Regions from separate parts of the Mus musculus genome. Here regions 2 and 3 are each linked to region 1. A link is a contact called in public promoter capture Hi-C and targeted proximity ligation data. All regions are on one chromosome and are shown on one strand. The core of a region is the stretch at or near the end of the contact, and the rest is flanking DNA. Distances in the headings are between cores, read along the strand shown.

Evidence for each region. Promoter capture Hi-C pulls out the DNA fragments that hold promoters and counts their contacts.
Region 2: a contact with region 1 is called in a targeted proximity ligation map of astrocytes, with 6 times the contacts expected there. A contact is called at or near these places in 1 of 39 promoter capture datasets (hippocampal neurons), 1 of 130 datasets of targeted methods (astrocytes) and 1 of 9 other capture datasets (liver).
Region 3: a contact with region 1 is called in a promoter capture Hi-C map of cranial neural crest. A contact is called at or near these places in 2 of 39 promoter capture datasets (cranial neural crest and hippocampal neurons).

Annotation. Positions count from the first base shown.
Region 1 is chr19:10,180,456-10,185,514 of GRCm38.p6, reverse strand. It overlaps Fads1 (fatty acid desaturase 1), which reads right to left and starts at 2,627. Exons shown (of 12, transcript NM_146094.2): 1 at 2,251-2,627; 2 at 478-588. The coding sequence starts at 2,463. It also overlaps the pseudogene Gm50359.
Region 2 is chr19:7,480,890-7,485,948 of GRCm38.p6, reverse strand. It overlaps Rtn3 (reticulon 3), which reads left to right and starts at 2,658. Exons shown (of 9, transcript NM_001003934.2): 1 at 2,658-3,010. The coding sequence starts at 2,866.
Region 3 is chr19:7,610,551-7,615,609 of GRCm38.p6, reverse strand. It overlaps Plaat5 (phospholipase A and acyltransferase 5), which reads right to left and starts at 3,073. Exons shown (of 6, transcript NM_025731.3): 1 at 2,780-3,073; 2 at 2,187-2,280; 3 at 967-1,075. The coding sequence starts at 2,927.

The sequences.
Region 1 (5,059 bases), core at 1,378-3,877:
CTTACTTTGGGTCTCTGCAGCTTAAACTCTCTGAGCGTGTTTTCTTATGTGTGCATATATGAAGAGTATTTTATGAGTTTACATTGGTACATGATGCTCAGTAAATAGGTCTGCTGTCAGTGATGGGAGCACTGCTGATGGGAGCACTGGTGATGGGAGCACTGGTGATGGGAGCATTGGTGATGGGAGCAATGGTGATAGGAATACGAGTGATGGGAGCTCTGCTGATGGAAGCACTGGTGATGGGAGTACTAGTGATGGGAGCATTACTGGTGGGAGCACTGATGATGAGAGCACTACTGGTGGGAGGACTGGTGATGGGAGCATCGGTGGTAGTAGCACTGGAACAAGCTCCAGTGGGCTTATTACCCCATGACTACTCAAGACTCCCAAGAACCGTCACCTGTGATCCTATGCAGGCATTTGCCCCCTCTCCCTCCACAACTAAGTCTCCAAACAGCAAACATGGCCTCTCACATTCTTGGTGGGTTCAAAGCTGGGTTGCTCCGGAGCCAGCTCTCCAATCAGAAGAGAGTTCATATACTTTCTCACAAGACCCTTGTTGATGTGGAATGCCACAAAAGGATCCTAAAAATACAGAGAGAAGACAGTGAGGACCCCTGTCTCCCAGGCTCCCAAGGGCCTCACATCAAAGACCATCCTCCAGGTCAACAAGGTTTGCATCAATGCTGATGCAAGGCCTCCTCCCTCCTCCCTACTGTTCTTCCAGATGTCAGTCCCAGATCACCTGGCATTTGGGTTTCCACTGAAAGGGCACTACACCAAAGACTGGAAAGACTCCGCTGAATGCCACAAACACGGACCTGACGAAGCTAGCCTTCATGTCTACAGACACTTGGTGTAGGAATTTAGCACAGGAGAGAAGCAGCTTGCGGGAATAGGTGGGGCTATGAGGTTTTTGTTCCTACAGTACTTTCAACATGTCCCTTTCTTTCTTAGCCAGCTTCTGTTGTGAGGAAGACTCCCTACCTATGCCAGCGCTGGGGAACTCTTCACATTTCTTCCTCCTTTGGGCAGGGTTCCCTATTTCCCTCAACATTCTGACCATTCCCGCTCCGGAATAGTTAATATGGGTTATACAAGGTGGGTGGGAGGGCCTTAGGGAAAAAAAGCTGTAAGCGGAGGTGGAGTCCGTGGTCAGTGGCACCACACATCCAGACCAATCGCTGTCCTTGCCATGAAATCCTAGGCCCCCAAGCCACACAGAATGGGAAGCCTAGACGGAGCGGGTCTGCTCCATCCTTTCATGAACCGGTATAGGAATGCACTGCTGTTTGGATTCTGGGTGGTTACTTCTAGAAACCGGCTCCTTCTAGCCTGGTCGCTAAGGCCCTCCACCTCTAACTTCATGGGCAACTTAATAGGAACCCTGAGGACCCCGGGAGCACGTTAGACTGGCAGACAAGGAGTAAGAGGTCGGAGGGATGGCATTAGGTAGTTAAAAGGGAGATGGACCCAAATGTAGAGACCCAACAGATGACAATCCTGTCAAAGAATGCTCTGTCCTAAGTCATTCCTAGTCCGGCCCTCGCCTCTGAGGGAGGATATGGTCTAAAAAGAGAAAACAGGGCCACTAGACAGAAGCTGGGGTTCGTACTGACTCTTCCTTCAGTAAGCTACAACGGAAAAGGGACGCGACCCCGCGAAGTGTCTAATCGCGCGGGAGCCCTATTCCCTCAATAGTCGACCTCCCTGGCCCAAGTGACCTCGCACTAAGAATCCGAGTACAGTTTTACGACTCCAACTGCAAGCTGTCTTGGACCGGCTCAGGTTCATTACCCTACCCTCCGGGCTTCACAATGTACAGGTGATGCCCAAGCACCGGGTCCTCAGTGTCATCCCTAGCGCAAGCAGTCCTTTCCCACTTCCTTTCCGCTCCGAATCCCAACTTAGGGCCAGTTCTCTAGGTCAGACAAGGCTGTGTTCACCCTCCTAGCCTGGCAGACAGGACGCGACTCCCACTCTCTGCTCAGACTCCTCCTCCCACCACCGGAGGTTGCAAGTACCGTTGAACGGGTGCCTGGAAAGCTCATTCCCTCCTATCCAACCCATGCTTGAGACTCCAGAGGCAAAGCACGGATGTGCAACCAGCCCTTTGTTTGAGTGTGCGTGTCTCCGGCCACCGTCTACCGCTCCGGTCTCTCAGGCGCTTGCATCCCGGGTTCAAAGGCCTCTCTCCCCGCCAATGTCCCTCCCCGAGGTGCAGATGCGCCTATTGTCCGCTCTCACCGTGGCATCCTGACCCGCGTAGTGGCTGATGACCCGGGAGCCCCCCGGGTGGCGGCGGCTGAAGTCGCTGATGTTGTACACCTTCCGGTCGATCACGAGCCATCGCTCCTTCTCCCGCCCGGAGCGCTGCGCCACCTCCTCCCAAGTAAAGTAGCGCGTTTGGCGGAGCTGGGCGGAGGCCGGGCCAGGGGTCGGCACCGGGTCGGGAGCCATAGCAAGCTTGGCGGGGGAAGCTGGAGTCTGAGAGGTGCGCGCTCCGGGCCGCGGGGCAGCGCACGCCAGGCTCGCGAACTAGGGGAGCGTCGGGCTGCCTCGAGCGCGCGCCCGGAGACCGCCGTTCGCGCGCAGGGTTTTCAGCACCCTTGGCGCGGACCGCCGAGCCCCGCGGCGCGAGCTCCCATTGGCTGAGCCGAGTGGCGTGGGGCGCGAGCTCCGCCTCTCTCGGGTAGCAAAGACAGACTCCCCACTCCCCGGAGAGACTCAGGCTACTTCCAGCGGCAGAGACGCGCCCCCTCGCGGGGCCTGAAAGTGGTCTCCAGGCTATTCCACTTCGGAATTTATTTATTTATTTTTTTATTGAGCATGGTAGGGATTGATAGGATAACGGTTCCTTTGAGTGCGTCACAGCTTGATGTAGCTAAGGCGGAGGTCCCAAGGGCGCATAGAAGCTTGGTGTGAACATATAGAAAAGAAAACAGTTCTCATGTTGCTCAGGCCGGCCCCAGACTCACTGTGTAGCTGAGAATGACCTTGAACCTCTGACTCTCCTGAGTTCTGGGTTTACAGGCACTGCTTTCCACGTTCTGTTTCATACAGCAGATTGTGCTAAGGCAAACGTTCTGTCAATTTCCTGCCCCTAGGAAACACGTGACAAATTAAACACAGTGGCTTTAGCAAACAAAACAGCATCCTGACCCAGTAGCCGTTCAGAGATCCCCCTTCCTAGCAAGGTGGGCAGTTAGCATGTGTGGAAAGAAAGAGGACTAACATAAAGAAAGAGACTGATTGGCTACAGTTCCAGGCTTTTGCTCACGTGATAGCCCAACGCTAACAGAAGTCTTGTCTGCTATGATTGGCCGTCACTTTTGACTTACAAGAATATAGTACTTAGGAACACACACACACAATTAACACATGCACGCATGCACACACACACATGCACTAACTAAAATGTGATGATGATGATGATGGTGGTGGTGATGATGATGATGATAACAATACTAATGATAGCTCTATGGTTCAGGAGGAACAGTTGCCTGATGCAAAACCCAGTGACCTGAAATGGATCCCTGGGACCCACAAGATGGAAGGAGAGTACTGACTTCCACAAGTTTTTCTTCTAGCCTACATTGCCTGCAATTCATGGCAGCACACACACACACACACACACGTAAATAAATAAATAAATGCAATTTTAAAAACGATTTTAAAACAAAAATAAAACGAAGAAAGGCCAGCCTTGCCTTCTTTGTATGTAGTTTAACATTTGCAATTAGCTTTAGCATTTTCTATTTCTAGTGATCTTAGTTTCGTATTGTGTTTTGTTGTTATTTTTGTCCCTGGAAGCAGTAGCCCTGGCTGATCTGGAACTCACTGTGATGAACAGATTAGCTTCGAAGTTGCAATGATCGCCCTGCTTTGGCCTCCCAAGTGCTGTAATCATAGGCAAGCACCACTGTGTTTCACTATATTAATTAGAATTATACAGGTTTAGTGGCCTTAATTGTCAGGAGACAGTAGGACGCAATCAATCGTGAAGTTTGTGTGACAGCCTCAGCAGTGGTTACACCAGCAGTGTGTAGACTGGTGAATCTAGCAATCTCTATTTCTGGAAGCATGAGCTTCTTTAGAGCGCCGTTTGCCAACTGTGGCACAGAGCCTGTTCTCTAACAATTCTGTGTATTGTGGGTCTTTCTGCAATAGGGAACTTTACTGGGAACAAAACATCTCTATTCTCCTTGGAGTTTCGCTCTTGCTCTGGCTAAGTGTGAGAACTAAACTGTCTGCACGGACATTCCTCAGCCTCAGTTTCCCGTTCTTGATAATGGTGCTAAACCATTCTGGCATAAGAAGTATTAATTTTATATGAAAAATTTATCTTATATCTTACTACTTAAAATCTTTTAATTTTATTTATTTATTTATTTATTTATTTATTTATTTAGAGTATTTACCTGTGTGTGTCAGTGGAAAAAAACCATACATGCCACAGCCTATATGTAGATATCAGAAGACAAACCTGCGGGAGTCTATTCTCTCCTTCTATCATGTGGGTGTTGGGGACTAAACTCAGGTCATCAGGCTTCTAGGAAGTACCTTTACCTGCTAAGCGGCCTTGCTGTCCCTTTATCACATGTTTTGAACAATTAATGCTTAGATTGCTGTATTAGCTGCTTTTTCCCAGCTGTGCCAAAATACTGACAAGGTGCAGCTTAAGAAGGAGGGTTTAATACGGCTCCTAGTGCGAGGGTAGGCATGGGCATAGCATAGGCAGAAGCCATGGCACCAGCTGTGGCATTCCGAGCTTGCTCACATTCAGGCAAGCCAGGAGACAGATAAGAGGACTGCTCACATTCCGATGCCTTTCTCCTTTACCCACTTGAGTTCAGGATCCCATAGAATTGTGCCACTTACTTTCAGAGCAGTCCTTCCCTCTTCTGGCAGTCCTCTCTGGGAAACCCTTCACGGACACCCCCAGAGGTGTGTCCCCTGGGCGAGGGTGATCCATCAAGTCAATACTGATGAAGAGTCACCATCGTCATGGCTTACAAAGATGGTATGTTAAAATGCTAGCCATCATCATGGATTT
Region 2 (5,059 bases), core at 1,409-3,908, 2.7 Mb after region 1:
TCAACTGCCGGAGTGCTGGGATTACAGGCCTGTGCTGCCACACCTGATGTTTTAGGATATCCAATACAACTGACCCTAGTCAACTTGACACACAAATCACTGTGAAGTCATACCCTTTCCTTTCTTCCCCAAGATCACACATTAATATAAACATCACAGGATGAAACATTTTACAAACTTAAAAAGTCCCATAGGCTGGACAGTGGTGGCAGATTTCTGAGTTCGAGGCCAGCCTGGTCTACAGAGTGAGTTCCAGGACAGCCAGGGCTACACAGAGAAACCCTGTCTCAAAAAACAAAAAAAAAAAACAAAAAAAAAAAAAAGAAAAAGTCCCACAGCCTTACAAATTCACTCATTAAGTTTTCAGTCTTTAAAAAAAAAAAAAATACCCAGTCTCTTTTAAAATCCAAACTCTCTGTAAAACTCTAAAATCTCTTTTTAAAAACGTTTTAAAGTCTCTCAACTGTGGGTTCCTGTAACATCAAAAATAAGCACTTTCATACTCCAAGAGGGAAGAGCTAGGGCACATGATCCAGTCTGTCATAAGACCCCACTACACTGGTACAACTTTGTTAGGGTTCCTGTTGCTGCATCAAAACAGTGACAAAAACAAAACAAAACAAAACAAAAAACAAAAAACAAACATGGGAAGGAAAAGGTTTATTCTACTTACTTCTGAAGGAAGTCAGAACTGGAACTCAAACAGGGCAGGAACTTGGAGGCAGGAGCTGATGCAGAGGCCGTGGAGAGTGCTGTTTACTGGCTTGCTCTCTAGCTTGTTCAGCCTGCTTTGTTATAGAGCCCAGAATCTTCAGCCCAGGGATGCTCCTACCCACAATGGGCTGGGCCCTTTCCCATTGATCACTGATTAAGAAAAATATCCTTTAGGCTTGCTCACCACCTGATCTTATGGAGTCATTTTCTTTTTCTTTTCTTTTTTTTTTAAAGATTTATTTATTTTATTTATATGAGTACACTGTAACGGTCTTCAAACACACACCAGAAGAGTACATCAGATCCCAGTACAGATGGTTGTGAGCCACCATGTGGTTGCTGGGATTTGAACTCAGGACCTCTGGAAGAGCAGTCAGTGCTCTTAACCACTGAGCCATCTCACCAGCCCTGGAGTCATTTTTTTTTTTTTTTTTCCAGAGACAGGGTTTCTCTGTTGTAGCCCTGGCTGTCCTGGAACTCACTCTGTAGACCAGGATGGTCTTGAACTCAGAAATCCACCTGCCTCTACCTCCCAAGTGCTGGGATTAAAGGTGTGTGCCACCACTGCCTGGCTGGAGTCATTTTCTTAATCAAGGTTCCCTCTTTTCAGATTTCAAGGTAACATAGAACTATCCAGCATGCCTGACTTTAACATAGACTTTAAGAAAAAAATACTTAAGCATTCACCAAAATAAGTAATTGGATTCCTGATTACTGGCATACAGTTCCCTTTGCCATCGTTCTCTGGCACTCAACAGCATCGGGGGACAGTTTGCTGCACTATCAATTGATGCCTGCCGTTGAGTGACAGAGTAAGATATTTTCCAGAGTCATTTTGGGAAATATCCTGGATCGTTTTCAGAACACTGCAACAACCAAGATGCTATCTGAGCTTTATTTGACCTTAAAAAACTGTCTAGGACAGATGCGGTCCACAGCTTGTTCCCCATCTGCAGCAGCCTGCTTGCCTAGCGCTCCCTCTGTGAGTTAGCATCTTTACAGAATTTGCTGAATCTGCAATTGCACTTTGGGTCATAGATTGCTACTTAGCAACATCAAATCCCACAGCTTTATCATCATTATGTACTTAAAATTTAAAAAGAACAAAATTTGACATAAATTGATGTCCAGTTTCAAATGTCATTTTTTGGGGGACTCATCTTAGGACATGAATAAAATTCAGTATTATGAGTATCTGTGCCTCATTTTTAATACCTCATTTCATGTCCACTCCATTCCCCCAGTCCCAACCAAGACGTTTTCTCCTGGTTTTCCTTTCCTCGGCAGCTTCTTTTTTATTTTCCAAAGTATGTTTTTTGTAGCTCAGAACATAGCTCAGAGAAAAGACAACCTGAAGCCTCTTTGGGAAGAAAAACAAGATAAAAATATGAAGCCGATTCTGTGCCTGCATTGCAATGTGATTGGAATGAGTAATAGTTTCTCATTCTGTTTAGCATCTTTCTCCACCTATCAAACATGGGACTGTACCATGCCTGCCTCGGTGGGGCGATATTACGACACGACCAGATAATTCAAAAAGAACATTACAGAGGGGGGGTCTTTAAATATTGTACTCTTTGGAGTCACAGGCTGGTACGTATCAGGCAAAGACATCAATTAGGATTTATAATAAAAAATTTGTAGCTTATGAAGGCATAAAGAAACATAATCTGCCAGCTAGAAAACATTCACATAAACAAGTGGAAGGTGGGGAGACTGGGCACGGTTAATCTGTAGCAGGGGCTGCAGTGGCGGGCCGGTTCTAGAGTTTAGCCACGCCCCTTACGTCAGGCTTTCCCCCATTCCCCCACCCCCTACCCCTCACCCCCGAGAGGCCTGCCCCACCCGCGGGCCCAGTCACTGCGTCCTTTCCTGCGGGAGCGCAGAGGGACAGTTCTTGCGCCTGCGCATTGCGTCGCTGCGCGCCTCCGAGGCCGCCGCCCGCGCGTCCAGGCTCTTTGTGCGCATGCGCGCTCGCACTCCTTCTCTCCCTGCGGAGCTCGGCTGAGTCAGTCAGTCTGTCGGAGTCAGTCTTCCGAACAGGCGTCGCCGGGAACTTCGGAGAGCCAGCTGCTGGATTATTCTGTGTCCCCTCCCACTCTCCCGCCCTACGTCTCTCTTCACCCTTCTCCCGCCCTTGCTCGTACAGCCATGGCGGAGTCGTCAGCGGCCACTCAGTCCCCGTCAGTCTCCTCGTCGTCCTCCGGGGCCGAGCCGTCAGCTCTCGGCGGCGGCGGCGGGAGCCCTGGAGCCTGCCCCGCCCTGGGGGCGAAGAGCTGCGGCTCCTCGTGTGCGGGTGAGGCGCGCGTGGGGCTTGGTCCCTGGGGAGCGCGAGCTACTGGGTCTCCGGGAAGGGGCGAGCGACCTGTCTGGGCCGTGGGCGGCTTTAGTCTCTTGGCGGGCATTTGAGGAACAGGCTAAGGGGGAGGGGAGCGAAGGACCGAGGTGAGGAAATAACGGGGTGTGAAGAAAACAGGTTGGGGGCGGGGTGGTGAACTAGAGTGGGCGTTGACGCTGACCCCCTGCAAGGGAGGGCACCGCAGTGGGGTGAAAACGGAGAAAGGCTATGTGCACCCAATGGATCGAGTGCTGGAGGCCCGAGAGCCCTAGGGTGGGTCGGGGGGTGGGGGTGACTTAGAGCAGGATTAGCGAGCCTCAGGGGATTGTGACAGGTGGGACGTAGGAGAAATGAAGTCGCTAGGATTTTGAGAGGGGTAGTGGTGGAAAAGGTGGCGTTGCAGGTTTGCAGACCGGTTGACACAATCTTAAATGGATGATATAGCCTTCCAAAAAAAAATTTTTTTTTTTTTTTGTTCGCCAGAAGGATCAGGAAGTTCTGTTACTGTTTTTGGCTAAACTGAATGCCAGATTTTTTTTTTTTTTTTTTTTTTTTTCTGAGACTCTGAGGTAGATGAGGCGTGATGAGAATAGCATGGGAAGATTTGGGAGGGAGCTGCTGATAGTCCAAGATGGATCCTTGGCTGCATCTGCAACACAGCCGGCTCTTCACCGGTGGTGCATCGTGGGGGTGGGGACACGCAGTCAGTTGCTATATTCTAGAAGATAATAAATACAGTCTTGCCAAGCCATCACCATGTTTTGATTTCTTGTTTTCGATGGCCTATTCTCAATAGCAGCATAACAAAAGGGAACGATTGCTGCAGGGGAAAGAATTCAGACAAAGCCTGGGCTGCTTGAACCCCCTTCTCTCTTGTGTGTGAAAAGACTAGGAGGGACGCTGGCGGCCTCCTTTAGTTTCTTTTGTATACAAGTCTGCCTGCTGGTGGGAGCTGACTGGCAAGCTCGACTCAGATCAGAGAGATCTGCAGTGCAGATGCCTTCTTGAGGAAAAATATGCACCACTGGCAGGTGGTGGTTCTTAAGAGAACTGAGTCTTTGGCGAAAAATTCGGTTTGTCAAAGGAAGGATTTTAAGAGGTTTAGAAAATGCTTTGTTGACTCCAGCGCAGTCTTGAATTATGACACAATATTCCTGATCTTAGCATTAAATATATTCTCTCATGTTTCCTAATACTGGCCTTCCACCTGTCTGAGAGCTTTGGTGCCCTGCAGAATTCTCCATGGGAATGGCCATTTGGATAAATGGTATGGGAGGAAGTTTTCTGGAGATAAAGGGAATGAGGCAGCATATTTTGAACCCTGGTTCTGTTTAAACCACCAGCATTTCTCTTTCAAATTTTTGCATTTTGGGCTATTTTCCAGATAAACGGTGGCTTTTCTATAACTTAGTGACTTGCCTTTAATCACTGCTTACTGTTTGGTTGGCCTAGTCCTAATTTCCAAATTTCTGATAAAAGTCTAGGTTTCAGAAGTTGGCCTTTTGTGCTGAAGATCAAATGTTAAGTATTGAGGAATCAGTCTAGCTAGCACTCAGAGAATTAAATTTTTAGCTATGGTTGTCATCAAATAGTGAAAAAAAATTTTAATACAAAGTAGCCCAGGCTAGCCCTGAATGCAAGATGATTCTGCCTCAACCTCCATGGGAACTACAGGTGCATGCCACCACACCCATCACGAATCAACATTTTTTTTTTTTTTTAAAGATTTATTTATTATTTTATGTAAGTACACTGTAGCTGTCTTCAGACACACCAGAAGAGGGAGTCAGATCTTGTTATGGATGGTTGTGAGCCACCATGTGGTTGCTGGGATTTGAACTCTGGACCTTTGGGAGAGCAGTCAGGTGCTCTTACCCACTGAGCCATCTCACCAGCCCTCGAATCAACATTTTTATTCTTTTAATGCACTGTCAGAGGGATTGGCTCCCTTAGTGTGCCAGAGGAATGCAAGTATGTACTGCCACCCTGTGAATTTTATATTAGCAG
Region 3 (5,059 bases), core at 1,824-4,323, 2.6 Mb after region 1:
CTCTGAGCTCGAGGCCAGCCTGGTCTACAGAGTGAGTTCCAGGACAGCCAGGGCTATACAGAGAAACCCTGTCTCAAAAAATAACAAACAAACAAAAAAATTAAAATTAAAAAAAAACATGCTTATGGATGTGTATGATGGCAAAGGGTTTCACACTTGAATACGTGTATCTGTGAGACCACAGACCCTCTTGCTGGCTCATGCACGTTCATTCTCCTCCCCCTACTCAAAAACCAGGCCGTGTGCCCCTGCAGCTCCCTTGTCTGAGACAGAGAGGTGATAAGAAACAGGTTGCTCTATGGCCTTGAAGCCCTTCACCAACCCCATCCCCTGGAGCTACAGGACAAATTCACGGTCCTACCTTGTGCCTGCCACCATGCCCTTAGGTACAGTGACATGGCCAAGATAGATCATGTGATATGATGCCTCCCCCCTCCACCACCCCACCACACACACACACACACACACACACACACACACACACACACACACACACACTTCCAAACCCTGTAAGAGTTAGAAACGCCTTTGCTCTCAGGATATGAAGGGTCAGCACTCTCTTCCTCCAAGGCCTGTGGCTGCTAAGACACTCTCTTTCTCCAGCTCTCCAGCTCTCCCGCTCCAAGGCCTGATGCTGCCCCCCCCCCCACATTGTGAAGCTCTCTCTCCTCCTAATAAAGGTCTTCTGAGGGAGCAGGGTAATCTCATGTCAGCTCCTTCCCAGGAACCTGCCATTTTTCTCTTTTCAGCTCTAACATAACAATATCAGAATGTGTCTAATTGCATATTTTAAAAATCTAGAATTTAAATATGGGCTAAATGTGCCTCAGGAAATCTACTTTAAAAAACACATAACCAATCTCTCATGTCGGTGCAGATATTTATTAGACGCAGAGTAAAACACGATGCAGTGAGCAATGACCAAGAAACTAAAACACTCATCCTATGGATTCCTGGGATACGCACCTCAACTGCTTGGTTTTTTTGTGTGCTTTCGATCTCTGAATTTGATGTTGGAATCAGCTCTGTCCTCTTCTTGCTGGGTGTGAGCTCCAAACTAGTTTCCGGCTTCTCTCTAGAAAATGGTTTTGCAATCACATTGTAAACATCGTTCCACGGCTGTTGGAAAGTCTGTGTGACTGAACAGATCTGTGCTTTTAAGACACCTTTCAGTTTTGTCATCGAAAGAGACACACACACCTGCAAACTTGACTCTATGAAGACATTCATTCGCCTTCATACAGTTCAACAGCTTCGCCCTGGTTGTCTCCAATTGCTTAAAACTGAGTGTGTAGGTGAGAAGTGTCACATTCAAAATGGAGTCCCTGGTCTCAAATTCAGACAAAAATGCAGCCATAGGGAGTGCTGGCATGCACTGCTGGCAAGAGCTACTTTGAGGAATCCCACAAGCCATAACTTTGCACAAAGAGCACCACGTCCTGCCACAATGTTGCTTCTCAGGGGACACCCCTGCCCAGCAATCATTCATCTTGGATTGGCATACCCTGCTGGTCCCTAAACACCCCTGTTATAATTAAACCTGTGGCCAAAGATGATTTATTCACAGCAACTTTAATTCTCCTCGATTCAACTCTAAATGTGTCTTCCTCTTCTCTATTCCTTGGAATGGGCTGCTGGTTTCCACAAGGTGTGTGCATTTTGCACTGGACTATGAACTTATTCTCAAATAAATTCTATTATTCATTCTCCCTTCCCCCTCTGGTCAGAGCTTTCTGATTATTTTCTAATTTGCACATTATTCTTTTCAAATCTCTATCAGTGAGTGATACACACTGATCTTAAAAGGAGAGAAGACGGTACATAATAGAGTATAATAAAATGCAAAACGCCTCAAACCTCCTCTCCTTGCCCCAACCTAATGCCCAGGCACAAACCTCCTAAATTTTTCACTGGTTTGTACTCCTACAAACTCACTCAACTTTGATGAGTCTGGAGAGTGGTCTTGTGGGTAAAAACTTCCACAAGATACGCCAACAGTCATCAGGTCTGCAGCCTAGTTCAATCTTACCCAGCAGGCGCTACTCACTAGTTTGTCCTTGGCAGAAACCATCTGGAGGAGGCAGGTTAGGGGGTGGGTATGGTGTTCTGCAGAACTAGCATCTAAATAAGATCTTCAAAAATGCTTCTGGTACCCAAAGCCCCAGTCCTCATAGTAAGACTCTTACCCCTGCTGAAAGCTTCGGGCCTGTTCTAATCGGCGGTCTTGCTTGAGTTGCTTCGGCAAGAACTGGACCAACAGCGCTTGAGAACTCGCTGAGTCTAGTTCAGGAGGGAAGGGGTGTGATTTAATACACAGCTGCCTTCTATGGGGGAAGGAGGGAGCCCCATGAAAGACCAACTCGAGTCAAAAGTGGGCTGCATGTTCTGATTTAGAATGGTGTCTAAAGCCAGGTGTGGTGGTGAATGCCTCTAATCCCACCACTCTGAAGGCAGAGAGGCAGACGCATTTCTGTGAGTTCCAGGCCAACCTGATCTACATAGTAAGAGTTTGCGGCCAGCCAGGGCTACATAGCAAAACCCTGTCTCAAAAAAAAATTATATCTGTGTGTGTGTGTGTGTGTGTGTGTGTGTGTGTGTGTGTGTGTATAAAATAAGAATTAGAACTGTGTCGGTTCCTGCTTTGCCCTCCATAAAATTTGTATGGGGGCTGTCTAGACGCAAGCAACTGCCAAACCATTTCTGGCAGGGGCCAACCGCTGGGAATTACCCTCAAAGATCTCGAGGGAGAGACCCTACTCCTGGGACTCCTGGGGCAGACCTGAGTGGGGTACAGTTGACTGTCCAGTTGCAGATTGGGTGTCACTTGACTCTGTACTTGAGGTCTTCGAGATCTGCGTGGGGCGTGGCCATGGGACCCTGGAAAGGCGGATCCCGAACTCCCCGCTGGCTGCTGGGCTCAGGCCCATCCCGCTGGGGCCAGCAGGGACAACGCGCCTGCAGGGAGGTGCGGACCAGGGTCCGCCTAGCCCCGGGATCATGGGCACTGGGGCCAGCGGGGCTGGAACGGAGGTGAGAGAGGTGGGGCGTCGCCTCCAGGGAGCGCGTGTCAAACGGCGGCGAGAGCGCGTGGGGCGGGACGCGCGGAATGAGGGCGCGCGCGGGAGCGGGTGGGGTGTGGGCCGCTGCAACTGTGCAGTAAGCGTATGCGTAGACACTGGCGCGGAGGAAGGCGCCCCAGCAACTCAACGGAAAGGCAGGCGCTCCACGCAGGAGTTAGGTCATTCATGAGTCACGCAAAGACGCGGTCCCAAAGTCCCAGAGGCAGCACCTGAGGCCGCTGGAGAAGTCGAGAGTTACTGACTAACCAAACACACCGAGGGCTTTGAGACCGGATTATAAAGGCTGGGAATTTCAATTTCTCTACACAGTGACATCCAGGCAAGCCTCCGCTAGCATGAGACACAAAAGCGAAACACGGGAGCTGGAGTGATGGCTAGGGTTCAGAGCATCTGTTGCTCTTGCAGAGAACTCAGACTAGGCTTCCAGCGCTCACCTGGCGACTCACAAAGGTCTATAAACCCAGTTCCAGAGAATCTGACGCCCTCTTCTGGCCTCCACTAGCTCTAGGCGTGCACATGGTATACAGACATATGTGGACAACACATATGCACATTAAATAAATCTTTTTGAAATGAAAGCCAAATAAATATACAATGTTTACACAAAGATGGGAACACACCCAGTACACAAGCCCCACCTACGTCCCCTGCTTTCCATCCATCTTCTCCCTCCTCCCTGAGTCTAATGTGTCCTTTGTCTCCACAGTCTAATGTGTCCTTTGTCTTTTCCTTAGTTTTTTACTATGGGACCTCGCTCTGCTGGGCAGGCAGGCCTTGAACTCCTGAGCTCAAGGGATCCCCATTTTCAGTCTCAGGACTGCGTACATACAGTGACTCTATCCACGCAAACTTGCACTCTACAAAGTCATGTACTTTCCATTTATGTGTTTGATGTGCTTTGGTCAACTTCACTATTCAAGTCTCCTTCCCTCAAAATCATCTCACCTCAATTTCTCTCCACATCCTTCACAGCCCCCCTCAGACATTCCTGGCCTTACAATTATTATTCCCAAAGTCCACGCATGACAGCATGCATGCTACTTGTCTTTCTGAGTCTGGCATAGTTTGATAAACATGATCCCCCTTTCCTTCCATGTTCCTACAAACAATGAAAAGTCCTTCTTTGCGGTTGAATAAAATACTTTCTCTAGCCATTGATATCCTCTTACCTTTTAACTATTTTTCCAAACCCCCTTTTGCAAACCTAATACCTTGGGGTTTTTTCATGATTGAAGCTTCATTTTTTTTTTAAAGATTTATTTATTTATTATATGTAAGTGCACTGTAGCTGTCTTCAGACACTCCAGAAGAGGGAGTCAGATCTCTTTACGGGTGGTTTTGAGCCACCATGTGGTTGCTGGGATTTGAACTCAGGACCTTTGGAAGAGCAGTCAGTGTTCTTAACCGCTGAGCCATCTCACCAGCCCTGAAGCTTCATTTTTAAAATGATGGCTGGCTTGAATATCTGTGTCCTTTCAAAATTCAGAGTGAAATTCTAACCCTAAGTAGGTTAAGTAGGTGAAAGACTTTGAGAACTTAGACCCCAAGGGCAAACTCCTCATGAATGGGACCTGTATCTTTATTTTAAAAAAACAAAAAGACCCCTACTGAGCTGGAAGCCTCCTTCACCACGTAGGTTATCTAGGCATTGCCATCTATGACCCTGAACACAGCTCTCATCAGATGCTGAATCTACTGGCACTGGTCCTGAGCATCCTAGCCTGGAGAACTTTGAGGCATTTTTGTTATCTACACGAGTCTTTGTTATAGATGCTACAATGGCTTGAATGAATGCTCAATGGGCTCAGATATTTGAACACTTATCCCTGGTTCATGGTTCTGCTTGGGGAGTGTGATGGCTGATCTTGGTTGCCAACTTGACTGCATCTGAAATCAGCTAAAACCCAGGCAGCTGACTCACCTGTGAGGGATTTATTTTTATTTGAGGTTCCACCCTAACTCTGGAACGGACTTTCTGA